Regions from separate parts of the Gasterosteus aculeatus genome. Here region 1 is linked to region 2. The links are chromatin contacts, called in public Hi-C maps. All regions are on one chromosome and are shown on one strand. The core of a region is the stretch at or near the end of the contact, and the rest is flanking DNA. Distances in the headings are between cores, read along the strand shown. Region 1 holds the start of LOC120821843 (voltage-gated potassium channel subunit beta-2). Region 2 overlaps LOC120821910 (disks large homolog 4).

Region 1 (6,452 bases), core at 2,640-5,139, 63 kb before region 2:
CTCGCGCAGCATCCGACTGATGCAACAGAAAGAGGGAGAACGGGAGGAAAATAGAAGGGGAACGAACGCCGAGCCGGCTTCTTCTTATTACCTTCAGCGTGTCAAGTCGCTCACACGCCGGCAGCAGCTGTGCAGGTCTCCCGTCATCCGACTGCACCTCCCGGTGCGCGGATTGCAACGAAACGCCGGCTCACTGGCCCCCGAAGTCATTTCTAACGCTCCTCGGCATCAAGCCGACTTTTTATTTATTTGTTCTTTCCCTTTTTCCACACGGTCTCCAAAATGTTCACGACACAGCAATGTGGAGGTTTGCGCGCTCTCTCTCTCCCCCCCACCCCCCACTCTCTCTCTCTCTCTCTCTCTCTCTCTCGCTCTGGGTGTATACATACATACACATACATAGTGTAATTTCTTCATATGTGAAATCCCATTGGTATCATCTCTCTTTGTACCACACCCATGTTTTACTAGAATAGTATTTTTTGATTGAATACCAAACAGTAAAAATGCTACTGCACCATCATCATCATCCTCTCACAACAAAGAGCAGATATGGCTTGTAAGTCACCGCTGGTCACGTGACAACTTTGGATAGTGTATCACATCACATTGCATCACGTCACGTTGGGATAAAACGGATGTGTCATTTGGTGACCAGGCAATGATGAGTCTAAACTCTGCTGCCACAACTTTGCACGTAATCGTCAATCCCCAAAAGTTTCAGCCCGTGTTTTCTCTCCCTGCAAAGTACCTTTGTGCAGAGAAACATCCATCATTTCTGTGGACTTGTTTTACCAGAGTCTCGCATCAGAGCATTCTGCAGTCCCGGGATGATCCTTGTCAGCAGGCCAGCAGACTGTGACTGGGACTCTTCTGTTTTTCAACAGAGCTGTTTGGTAGATTTAGGGACCAACGGTGTATTCGGGGAAGTTTCCATCCGAATGGGTGGGCTGGGAATGCGAATGCACCGGGACGTTCTCTGATCTCCCGTCCTGTCAGATGCCCAGATGCAGGCGGGCCACGCGTTTCCCAAGAAGCACAACGTCCAGACACGAATAATCTTCATCCACACCTGCAGGTTTGAACTTTCACCCCCCCCCCCCCCCCCCCCTCTCAAACGAGGCCCGTCTTCCCTTTGACGTTGACGCATCCTGCGCCACAGTTCACACACACACCGTAGTGCCTCACCTCACTGACACGGAGCAGCAGCTGCTCCTCCTGCGAGGTCTGCATCGGTGGACAACAGACATTTATTCACTTCTGGATCTTTCTTTGAAAGAGAGCCGTTTTAAACTGGTTGTATGATGAAAAAGTCCATCAAGGGGGAGATTCTCTGTACAACCACTATCATCAGCCCTCCTCTCCTCCGACCCTGATCCTCTGTTTCCGTCCTTGCTCGGAGATTATTTACACAATGACGTGTCTTGTGCCGTAAAGCTCTGATTTGATGGGCGTATTCTGCAATTAAATGTGCCCATTAATTTAGTTTTGGTGTTAAATAACTATAATATCATGATCAGAAGGGTGCGTGCCATTGGCCTAATCTACAGGCCATTCATGGTAAAAATAACATTTTATAATGAGTAGAATGTGGTTACTCTTTAGAAGCACAGATGTTGCCAAGCTGGAAAATGAGATAAAGTAACACTTGCTCTCGCTTGATTCTCTTGTTTTGGTCCATTTGGTTAAAACAATCGGCTTGGCATTAGGATTGCCCTGAAGAGGACAGAGGACTGGTACTAAATATTGTTAGTAGGATTGTTTTTATTTAAATCCGTCAACACTGTGAATCCATCCTGCAATTTGTTGACATTTTTCAAACCGTCAAGCTTTTTTCTGGTGAAAGACAAGATTATGTTTTAATCCCCCATAATGTGTTTGTCTAAAAAATCAAAAGTATCTGTCTCGCTATTCCCAAATTTGTTCTGCACTCTGAAAAAAATGTTGCTTTCCAGCAAATTAGACATAAAAATTACACGTAACATATCACACACGCACACACACAGACTGCTGCCATGTCAGAGGAAATTCACATTTTGAGAGATCGAACCGACACTGACGGAGGTGGAAGTTTTCTTATTGTAAGTCGCTTTAGATAAAAGCGTCAGCTAAATGACCTGTAACATAATGTTCCCTTAGCTACAAGGCCTTGCTGAGAGGTCTGAGACCACGTGTGCAGGGTCCCTGCATCAAACCCAGGATGCCACTCAAACTATGGATTTTGTTTCTTCACTGGTTTTGAGTCATGGAGCCACGGGGCTAATTTGTCTTCTGACCGGAGTGACGCTGCCCCCTAGAGGCGACTTCACTGGACTCATTATGGTCGCGTGAGTCTGTTGGGGACATCAGAGCATCAAATAAAATGTCATATTGTGTCACAGCAACGTTGTCTCCAAGTAATTAGGTTGATAAACTACAATTTGTCAGTAGCAAGTAAACTCAATGGCATTCACAAAGCAAACCACTGATACTACAACAAAAAACTACAACATCTAAAAAAGCAGTGTGCTTTTCGTCCTCATGTTCATGCTCTGCATAGTTTCATCATTTTAGCAAACAATAGATCACAACAACCTCCTCATCCAAAAATAGCTCACCTGAGCAGTTGAAACAAAGAGAATCAAACAGCGCAGCGACAAACAGCGCGCCCCCCCTCCCTCCCTCACTGCTGTCAAATCACGCATCATTAACCCGGAACTTATGCCCCCCGTGCTGTTGACCCTGTCAAGCTGCTCGGAGGGAGACTCAGACAATGGCTGACGCATCCGGCACATCAACACTAGTGGTCCCCGAACAACCAGATGTTCCCGCGGTCCGGCCACATGTATCCGGCGCCGCTGGGCTTTGAAATCTCATCAAACGTGTGATATTCCTTTTTTTTAGGTTCACTGGTGAAAAAAAAAATGAATAAACAAATGCAAATGTATTTCCTTTTTTTTCACCCATGAATGATGTCTTCACTCGCTGCCTTCAAGTGACGGCTCTGAAAACACTCGTGCAGTCGTAATAAATGAGAAACAAGTTGTGAAATGGTTCCTCTAAAGATGGCAGAGGGCTCGTGACGGTCACTCCGGTGGTATCACAACCACTTCCAGTTGTTGCTCATCATAATAATCACCATTTCCGGTTGTCAATCATCATAATAATCACTATTCATCGACGCAACAGAAAAAGCTTCAATCCTCAGGCGTTCATCCGACATCTTTCATTCTCCGCATTCAAATCACGCCGGTCGCTCCGCTCTCCCCCCTCCTCCTCCGCCACCTCTTACTTGTATGTCATCGCGGAGCGCCCGGCCTCGCACTCGGCCAGCGAGAGGCCGCATTCTCTCAGGTAGAGCTCCAGGCGGCGGCGCTCCACCAGCCTGTGGGCCGCCTCCAGGATCTGAGAGGCCAGGGCCGCCGACTCGGTCTTGTGGTCCGGGGTCTTGCTGCTCCGGGCTCCAGATTTGGCCACAATGCTCCCCGAGGAGGACGACGCCTTGGGCTTCTTACTGATGCCATAGAGGTCCTCCACCGAGTATTTCCCACCCTTTCCTCCTCCACTGGCGCCACGGCTGGCGAACATAACGGAGAGGCGACCGCCGCAGACTGAGGAAAATCGTCTGCCACGTCTACTTCAGGCAAAAGGTGCTTCTGAGGTAGAAACGAAACAACAAGGCAGAGCTATTTTGATAAAGATTTTGAAACATCCGGCCCGAGGATGCCAGACATCAAAGCGCTGGAAGCAAGAACTTAAAATCAAAAGTCTTGATTGCTTCTTTGTTACTCTAAATCCAAAATAAGACCAAGCCAGTCCTAACATCTCAGCTGAGGCACGCCGTCACAAACAAGGACTCGTGCTGATGTGTGGCGCCTCTTTGCGTTACAAATGAAGAGGAAAAGCAACCAGCATCAATTCCCTCTTTATCTCTTAAAAGAGGGATTTGTGGCGAAGCTCTACCGGCTTACATTTGTTCAGATTAAGAGAGCCGGCGGATGAATGATCTGTTCTTCTGTGGCCGACATATAATCTGATACAGCAGCGGCTGGGAGAGTCCAGCCCTCTGATATTTCCTCCACACGCCGGGTATTAATGAACCCCTTTTTCTTTTTTATTTACCTACGTGGAAAGATGATCAGTTTCTCTCCAAGGGCAATGTCATCAGTACCACCACCTTGCAGCTCCCGTTGGCTGCAGACACAAAAAGCGAGCGGCATCCTCCCAAAGCCTGGCGGCGCCTCCGGGTTCAGCGCTCGGTGTTTGCTGTCTGGGTTCATGTTCAAATCCCAGGGCCAGATTCTTGCATGAAGCGTGAAGCAGCACTGAATGTGGGAACCTGGAGGGGCCAACAAATGTTTGCTGTTCATCCATTAAAACGTTTGCACCATCTCGCAAAATGACATTAAAGACCATGAAGACAAACGGAAATCAACTTTTCTTTATTTCAAAAGGGAAACAATGAGATGAGACTGCAGTCAGTGAAAACGCTCGCCGACGTGCTCACACGTGTCATGCAGCAGGTTAAACGTTGGATACACAGGATCTAGGAACCAGCGATGATTAATTGATGAATAGAAGTGCGTCAGTTCACAGAAGTCACGCTCATTGACTGCCTGAGGATCCATTCATGCATCCGTCAACCTCTTTCCTTTCATTCGCCTCGCCGCCGTCATGGCGACCAGGCGTTACTCTTACTGCTGCGGCGCTCCCTGACTTTGCTGCAGTGGATTTTAAAAGCGGAGATCATCTGGGATTAAGCCGCTATAATCGCTCTTTCGATTGGCCACAGGCCGCCGCTGGAGGTCAGCCTTGATCTTCAGTCTGCGTTAGCAGGCCGAGCCACAGAAGGTGCAGTTCTAAACATCGGGATTACCGCTGGGGAACTCGAGAGAAAAATATATGTTTGCATTCGTGTGAGCAATCTTGATCTCCGTATTGTATAACCATCTGGGTTAGAAGCGTCTGTTTTTAGTAAACTGTTGCATAACTGTGCAAAGATAGATTCAGTCAATCCGGCAGTATGGCAGCTCAGGAGTACAGAGCACTGAACTATGATGCAGTCTGGCTATTATTTGACACTTGTACATAATGCACAGTGACGACAGGGGAGCAAGCTCAATTGTTTGTGAGGGTAGTGGGTTCAGGATGTATGCATATTTATACATGTAAATATATTTATATATATATATACACATACATGTACATATACATATTGCATGTGGGTATATATATACGTACATACATATGTACGTACAGTATATATACATATATAAACATATAAACAAATACGCCAGTAATTACCGCTTGCTGTTTTTATTTAGTGAAAAACATTCATAATCCTACAGGCTTTTTGTTGATGGGAAACAGTGAAATCCTAAATTATGGGGCTGCCCTACAAAAAAATTAAGTAATATCTGCAGCATTTATAATTCTCCTTATGAACGTCACACGGATGAGAAAGGGGGGGGGGTTGACATAGTGGACAAGTCATCAAATAACAATGATATACTTTCAAGCCAAACGTAGACACCGCAGAAATACATCAATGTGTCATTGCAAGTTGCTTTGGATAAAAAAACGTTAGCTCAATGGAAAATGTAAATGTTTCTTTCATGGTGCAACGTCGTCGTATCGCCGCCGGATGGCGCCAGAGCAGCGCGGCTGAATCAACACACCGCGCGCAACGTCTGGTAGCAGATTCAAAGTTACCGTGAAGACCTGTGACGTGTGGAGGAGAGACAGACATTGCAGGTCACGCACCTGCTGTGGCAAAGCAGAGACAAACGTGCTCCGTGCGTGACGCGCGCGCGTGGCCCCACGCGGCGGTGTGGTCTAATTGACTTGGTTGGAACCGATGCGCGTCCTTGCCGACAGTGCAGACGGCTTCATGTTCATGTATTTCAAGCTTTCATTAACGATGCCCCCCCAGTGGGACCATCGTTAGGATAAGAATGATTGTCTTCTCTCTGTCGGATAACCCGCGCTGGAGTTTGTGCACGCTAGAGGGAGCACACGGGCTGTGTTTGGTCTGATTACATGCAATACACATTGACTCTATCACACACACACACACACACACACACACACACACACACACACACACACACACACACACACACACACACATATTTCATACTTCTGAAAATCTGCTTTGTATTGCATCCAGATGCTGGTTGAATCATAACCATATGCTCCTTCCTCAGATTTCTAAGTGGACTCTGCACATGCTGCACAAAGGTGACACACACAAACACACACCGACACACACACACACACTCACGCCCCTGACCGCCCTGCAGACTGCAGCACCCGGCTCGTGCGTGGGGTCAGAACCTAACGTGTGGTCGTGTTTTTACAGTATAATCAACAGTAGTGATGGACTGTCATTTATCAGGACCAGGCTGCAGCAGCAGCGGGTTTAGGTTTTCAGGGGGGGGCCCTGGGGGAACAGAAGGGGGTGGGGGGGTTAA
Region 2 (6,362 bases), core at 3,377-5,876:
TACGGGAAACAGCTCCCTGTTTGTTGGGGTATTGAATGGAAGAAACTGCCCCTTCACACCATTAGAGGAGGAGAGCAGTCACAAAGCCTGAGCCACAGCAGGATTTGATGATTTGATTACCAAGGTTCCCTGTGATTAAAATATCCATCATGGGCCTTTAGGGCAGGCTTGACTTTTCTCTTTTATTGCAGACAAACAAAACAACGCCTAGGTAACATAATAATAATAACAACATATTTAAACATGCGAGCACCACCTGCTCTGAGCAAAATTGTCATTTTGAATAAGCCTTCCCAAAATATTCAAGGTAAAACAAACCAGAAAAAGACCAAGTGAACGAGTTTTAAAAAGGCCTACCATCGTATGATGCCGATGTCTCTTGGCTTTTCGTACATTGTTGAGGAACCGGCAGCCCACATTTTTGGCGTACCACACAGACATGAACATTGCGCTTGGGTGACGGAATTTAAAAGCCCGCTCACGGTCCAAGAGGACATCCACCACTCGTGTGGCTAGAGTGGAGCAGTGGAGTGCCCTCTAGACGCGTCTGCTCCCAAGAGGTACCAAAAAAGCATCATTGCAAAGCAAGCCGTTTAGCTCGAGGCCTTTCCAAACAGTCGGACAAGAACCAGTGAGCGTCCAGCTGGCACAAACGAAGAGGGTTGTCTAATCGAACGCGTCGGTTCAGCTTCACGACCCAAACTGCAGCACGCTTAAGAGCCGGAGCCGACCTGCGTGCAACGTCCAAGCAGAAATTTACACTTGAGCGTCCTGATCTCGCCGAGTCGGCGCGGAAGGCTTCATCCGAGGGAGCCCAATAACCTCCCCCGATCCAAAGCGCGAGTAAAACAAATTACTCATCGCCCAGAATACTTCTCAGAGTGGGCAAAAAAAAAAAAGGAGCCTTGAAAAGAGCACATCTCTCACAGCGATGGTCCTGCGTGGCGGCGGGCTGCCACAGCGGCGCCTCCCTGCTGCTTGGGTCTGTGCTCGGAGAGAATGCAGTTCACATTTCTCTGCAGCTACTGTACTGTACTCCTCCCACCCCCACGGCCCGGGGGGGGGAGGGAGGGGGAGGGAGAGGGGAGAAGAGGAGCGAGCAGGAAAAGTTTGACGGCAATTACTCAGCTGTCTCTCTGCGTAACGTCCACGCTGGTGATGTGAGAGGGGGAGGGTGTATGAACTGTACGTTGGAGGAACTAGAACTGACCTCGGTGGTCCCGGGGAGCACTGGGGAGTGAGGGGGGGGGGGGGCACAGTCGGTCAGTCAGAACGGTGAAACGTACACACTGTAGGCGCTGGGAGAATGCAGCTCGACGTCGTTCCAGTTTTTTCTCTTCCCTGTTTTTCGTGTCTGTCATCAGTTTGGGTGAAGCTCACAAATATTGCAGATCATTTCACGGGCAGTTTGTCCAAAACAGGTTTCTGCAATTCTGCTTTCGTTTGAAAAGGAAAACGTTCAACTAATTAAAATCGCATGTTTGAAGGCAAACTCAATCCCAAATATACAAGGTATACTGCAATTTCAGTTTTCGTTTAAGTTTTGACCAATTTATTGCTGCATTAAAGAGGTTAATAGTTGATGTGTGTGATACATGTTCATTTTGAGGATTTTTGTTTCAACTAGATATTTTAACATTAAATAACAATTTAGTATTTGTATAACTTATTTACTTATTTGTCACATTTTGATTGAAGAAGAAGGCAATATTTAGGTCAAGATTGGTTATTCAAAGATTGATTAATTATAATTAATAATTCAAAGAACACCTGCATTGGATTATTAGTTGGCCAATACCCCAAACACACACACACACACACACACACACACACACACACACACACATATATATATATATATATATATATATATATATATATATATATATATATATATATATATATATGATGGCACAATACTTTTGAAATGGAAACAGTATTTAGTCGACAAATGGATTGCTAAATAGTGGCTATAATCTTACAAATGAAGGCCCACAACTACAGAACAGAATTCCCATTGAAATCCACATTTTTCTTTTCACAGCTCGCGCCAGCTCTCTTTTTGATAGACAGATGGATCGACAGGCGTGTAATATACACATGCGCACACACAAAAGCATGCCCACTGAGCAGACCAGTGGAAGGACATGCTGAAGGACAAGCTGTCGGCTGACGCTGTCATTTTGTGAAATAAAATTCCTCTTTCCAACGATCTAATTTTCTCAACCTTCCAATTGCAAGGACCTCTCTATCTGTCTCACTCTGCCATTCAGCATGAACAGCCTCCTCCTCCTTTTGCATGCAGATTTTCTCCCCCCCCCCCCCCCCCTCCTCTCCTTCCCAAAGGACCTGAGCTGCTGCTGCACTGTAATTACACCGACGCTGGAGGGACATATTTAAACATTTATTAAAGAAAAGTAAGGAGGACGGGGAAAATGAAGATAGGAATGGACAGACACCAGCTAGACAAGTGCAGAGCATGAAGGGGAGATTATGATAGAGAGCTGTTAGGCAAACACCACAGAAAACAGTAAGTGAATCCTTACATTAGAAAACCATAGTCATTTTTTGCAAAGAAAAACACACGGATGTGTTTGCCAGAAAGAGGATTTGTGTGAAAAGTTCGGGGACATTCTGCGAATTTATAATATTTTGACATTATTAATTACATCATTAAAGGGGACGGAGTGCAACGTAAAGTGGGCGTCTTCAGTGATGACTGCATACGAGCCGATTCTCCCTCTCGCCTTGTCAAATGAAGGATGAATGGAAAATGTCTTCTATCAGATGGGCAGTGTGTAGGATTTGCTGGCATCTAACGGCGTAGTTGCAGAGCAACTGAATACCACTCATCACTTTGCAAGACTGCCGCGGCAAAAACAAGGGCAAAATCAATGCCCCCCCCGCCCCACTCGGAAGATGACATATCCAATCATTCATAAGCAGATGCAAAAACGCTCTATTCTCCTTACGTATCAAGACTAATCGAAAACCTGATGAAATTGATAACAGACGCAGATTGCTGAATGGTGAGAACGTCTAATAGCTAAAGATAAAAGCCAAATTGTTATTGCAAACAACATCATACCTTTCATCGTCTAGATTAAGTCAGAAACCTGAAACGTATCAAATATTAGATTGTCTTCCTAACACCACTCGAGATACCAAGTGAGGTAAAGATTTCCATCACAAACTGGAATTGTGTTACCGCAATGACTCTCTTAAATGGATTCAAGAGGAAGACTTCAACTTCATACAGAATTCAGCCCCAGTTCTTAGTGGTGTAACCAAGCCTCATCACGTTACTACGATACCTCAATCACCTCATTGACTTCTCATTCAACAGAGAATTCTTTTCCAACACCCTCTAATTCGTTTTAAAGGCGCCTTGGTTCTACCCAGGATAAGATTTGGGGCGAGTAAAGGTGCTTAAGATGACGCGTTGCCGTATGAGCGCTGATCTTGTCTTCCCTTCATGTGTGTGTATGTGCGTACGGGGAAACACGCACTGGCCCTTTAAGACTACTTTTGCGACAGATCTCTGTCAGTGAATAAAGACAAAGGTGGAACGTTATGAAAGGAGACGGACGGCAGCCACAGCGATGCCTTCGGGGTAGTTAAGTGTGAGTGAACCTCACTCAAATTATAGTGAATGAATGGAATTCATCAGACATAAATGGGATTTCGGGTAATTGTGGTCTTTTTCCTTCCTCTTTAAGAGTTGCACCCACTCAGGGATTCCTATTTTATATCTATTTGTGGAGTATAAAGGTTTCTTGAATGCTGAACTCGGCCAAGCATAGTTTAATAACCAGATACCAGTGGGATTCACTCCAATGCAGGAATACCCTTCCCGCAACTCAGAAAGTTAAGGCCTACTGCTCATTAGCTTGGCCTTAGATTGTTAAAATATTCCTTTTGTCAATAAAACTTGCAGATAATAGAGCGAATGATGGATTTGTCTTCTGTATAGATGTTTTTTTATGCTAAATATAGTCCAACAAGGCATATGAAAGCATTTATTTGGACCATTTGTTTGCTCTGAGATCACAGCAGCAAGAAAAACACCCATTGGAATAATTCATCAGGCCAGTAAGAGGTCGGAAGAGACATTAATATCAGCACAAATCAATGCCAAAAGTTGTGTGCAATATGAAAAAAAAGTGTTTCTTATTACATTATGCCCCACGATTAAAAAAATAGAATGTAATTTTAAGCTAAAGCACCTCTTCACTAAATCATGCAGATGACCCAAAGACCTCCTCCTAGTTTGCCAAACCATTGCAGTGCTTCCAAAGACGATCCTACCCATAAATCCATGGGGCCCGGAGTGGTACTGCCAAACGCTGCACCATTAAAGCAATAAAGAGACAGACTGCCGACACCACCCACACCTCAATGACCAGCACATGGACGGTACGCCAGCTCCAGACATGCACGCACGCACACACACACACACACACACATGCGTTACTGCAACAAACATTGCGTGCATGCACATGCAGAATGAGTATGAGTGTATGTGTGAGGGAAGGAACGCAGCCTCGTCTGATGACTTTGTGATCAATGGTGTGCAGGATAAATTTACAAAGAGTGTAACTATGAGCAGGCACTTTTAGACGGGGCGTGTTCAAGGTCAGGGCAAGCAGACAAAGACGAGACATGATGAACAGTTACAAAAGTGACTGCTGGTTCAAGGAAGTTTGGATGTCACGAACAGTCTTTTATCTACGAAAATGTTTCTATTTAAGAGCACATGAGCGACCAGCCAGCACTTCGTTTTTGCATTCAACTTGTAATGAATCAAAACGGCTAATTCACCCATTTTAAAGGGTCTTTGGTATGAATTCCTCTGCCATTGTGAAATACATTTCTGCTTTGCAAACACAGATAAAGTCTTTGGAGCAATTCCTGGCGCAGAAGGCTAACGCAACTTGTCTGATCATAAAGCTGTTTTATTGAGAAGGCGGCAGAGCCAACTCTTGAAGGTTATGGAAGTCACTCTGCACAAGTCTTACACTGACACCTACAGGTTTCAGTCTGTCCTGCAAACAAATGATTTCCATCCGTCCATCTGAGCCCTGTGTGACACCTTTACGGGATCGGTTTACGCTTTGCTCGCGTCTCACATGGCTACTTTCATTGACATATTTCAGGACACTTTCCAGTCGCAGTCTTTCAGGCCCCGAAGAAAGTCCTCGGGTGCAAGCGGAGACAAATCAAAGGACAACGAGAATGATCACGCTGACATCATCATCAAGACAAGATGACCTCATACTCAGCACAGATAAAATGCCGTTTGAGCGACGCCCAAAAAGACAGGAAATGAGGATCAGACAAATGAGACTGATGATGATGATGATGATGACGGACGACTTCCTGGGTGACGGAGAGGCTCGGGCCGCCGTGCTCTTACCAGTGTGGAAACAGCGGAGGTGTACATTGGAGTGTGTCCCGAAGACATCAACACAGGCTGAAAAACAACAGAAGGGAGATGGTAACTGTGCATAACATGCAGATGGGAACAGGGGAAGGAGAGCAGATACTGCATCGGCTTTTATTGTTTTTTTTCTTCATTTCCAGAAGTATTTCATTTTAAAAAAGTGTACATTGACCTTGTACTAGATGCTTTGAGTATGATCCAGATGCCACATTCAGTGTGTCATAGAGAAAGCATATAGTGTTGCATAAAACATAATATAATAATAAAAGATGCCACTCGGTGGAAAACACAAACACCTTTTTGTTTACACACGTTTTCACAGACCAGTAAAACCGTTTAACCACAATTAGACAAACAAAACCTGTCGCCACTATATAAATCTCATTATTTTATGCACTGATTATTACACGGTAAACCGTAAATTAAATGATGAACGATAATGGGACAAAAAAACAAATGCTTCATGATATGTAGCATGTAGCACGTAGCATGTTATTGATGGACTAATCAAAAAGAATTCTGAATTTTTTCGCCAATAAAGAACATCAGAATGGTTTCGCCTGTTGAAGCGGGATGAAGGGTGCGCTAAGCTGCTGCTATAAACAACGCACGCTGTACCTGTGCATTTTGCAAAGAGCGGCATTGCAGCATTTTCACATGTCAGGAGACACCTTTCCTCCCTCCGGAGAAGTTTAATCTTGCAGCAAAGCCCGTCATTAAAATATGAATGCTGGGACAGCTGTACTCGCCGATCCAAGTAGCGCTACCTGGAAGGCGGATTCATGCTGATCCTGATGTTTACAGACACTGTATGTGCACCTCTCTTTCTTAAAATAGACATGTCCTTCGATCAATGGCCCTGCTGGAAACATTTTGGACTTTAATGCATTGCTCAGTGGCACATCAGCAGTTTTAGAGT

What was found. A called contact is a pair of places that touch in the nucleus more often than the background predicts.
Region 1: a Hi-C map of skeletal muscle shows a contact between it and region 2, with 2.3 times the contacts expected there. The contact joins the promoter of LOC120821843 here to the enhancer-like site in region 2. A contact is called at or near these places in 2 of 6 Hi-C or Micro-C datasets (both in skeletal muscle).

Annotation. Positions count from the first base shown.
Region 1 is chr7:26,320,603-26,327,054 of fGasAcu3.hap1.1, reverse strand. LOC120821843 (voltage-gated potassium channel subunit beta-2) reads right to left here and starts at 3,889. Exons shown (of 14, transcript XM_040180888.2): 1 at 3,272-3,889. The coding sequence starts at 3,567.
Region 2 is chr7:26,258,350-26,264,711 of fGasAcu3.hap1.1, reverse strand. It overlaps LOC120821910 (disks large homolog 4), which reads right to left. Exons shown (of 22, transcript XM_040181014.2): 3 at 5,417-5,473. Among protein-coding and RNA genes, the nearest start is that of LOC120822468, 25 kb to the left of the region's middle. Within about 2 kb of position 4,626, at least 1 of the 9 cell types and tissues checked has open chromatin away from gene starts, as enhancers often do.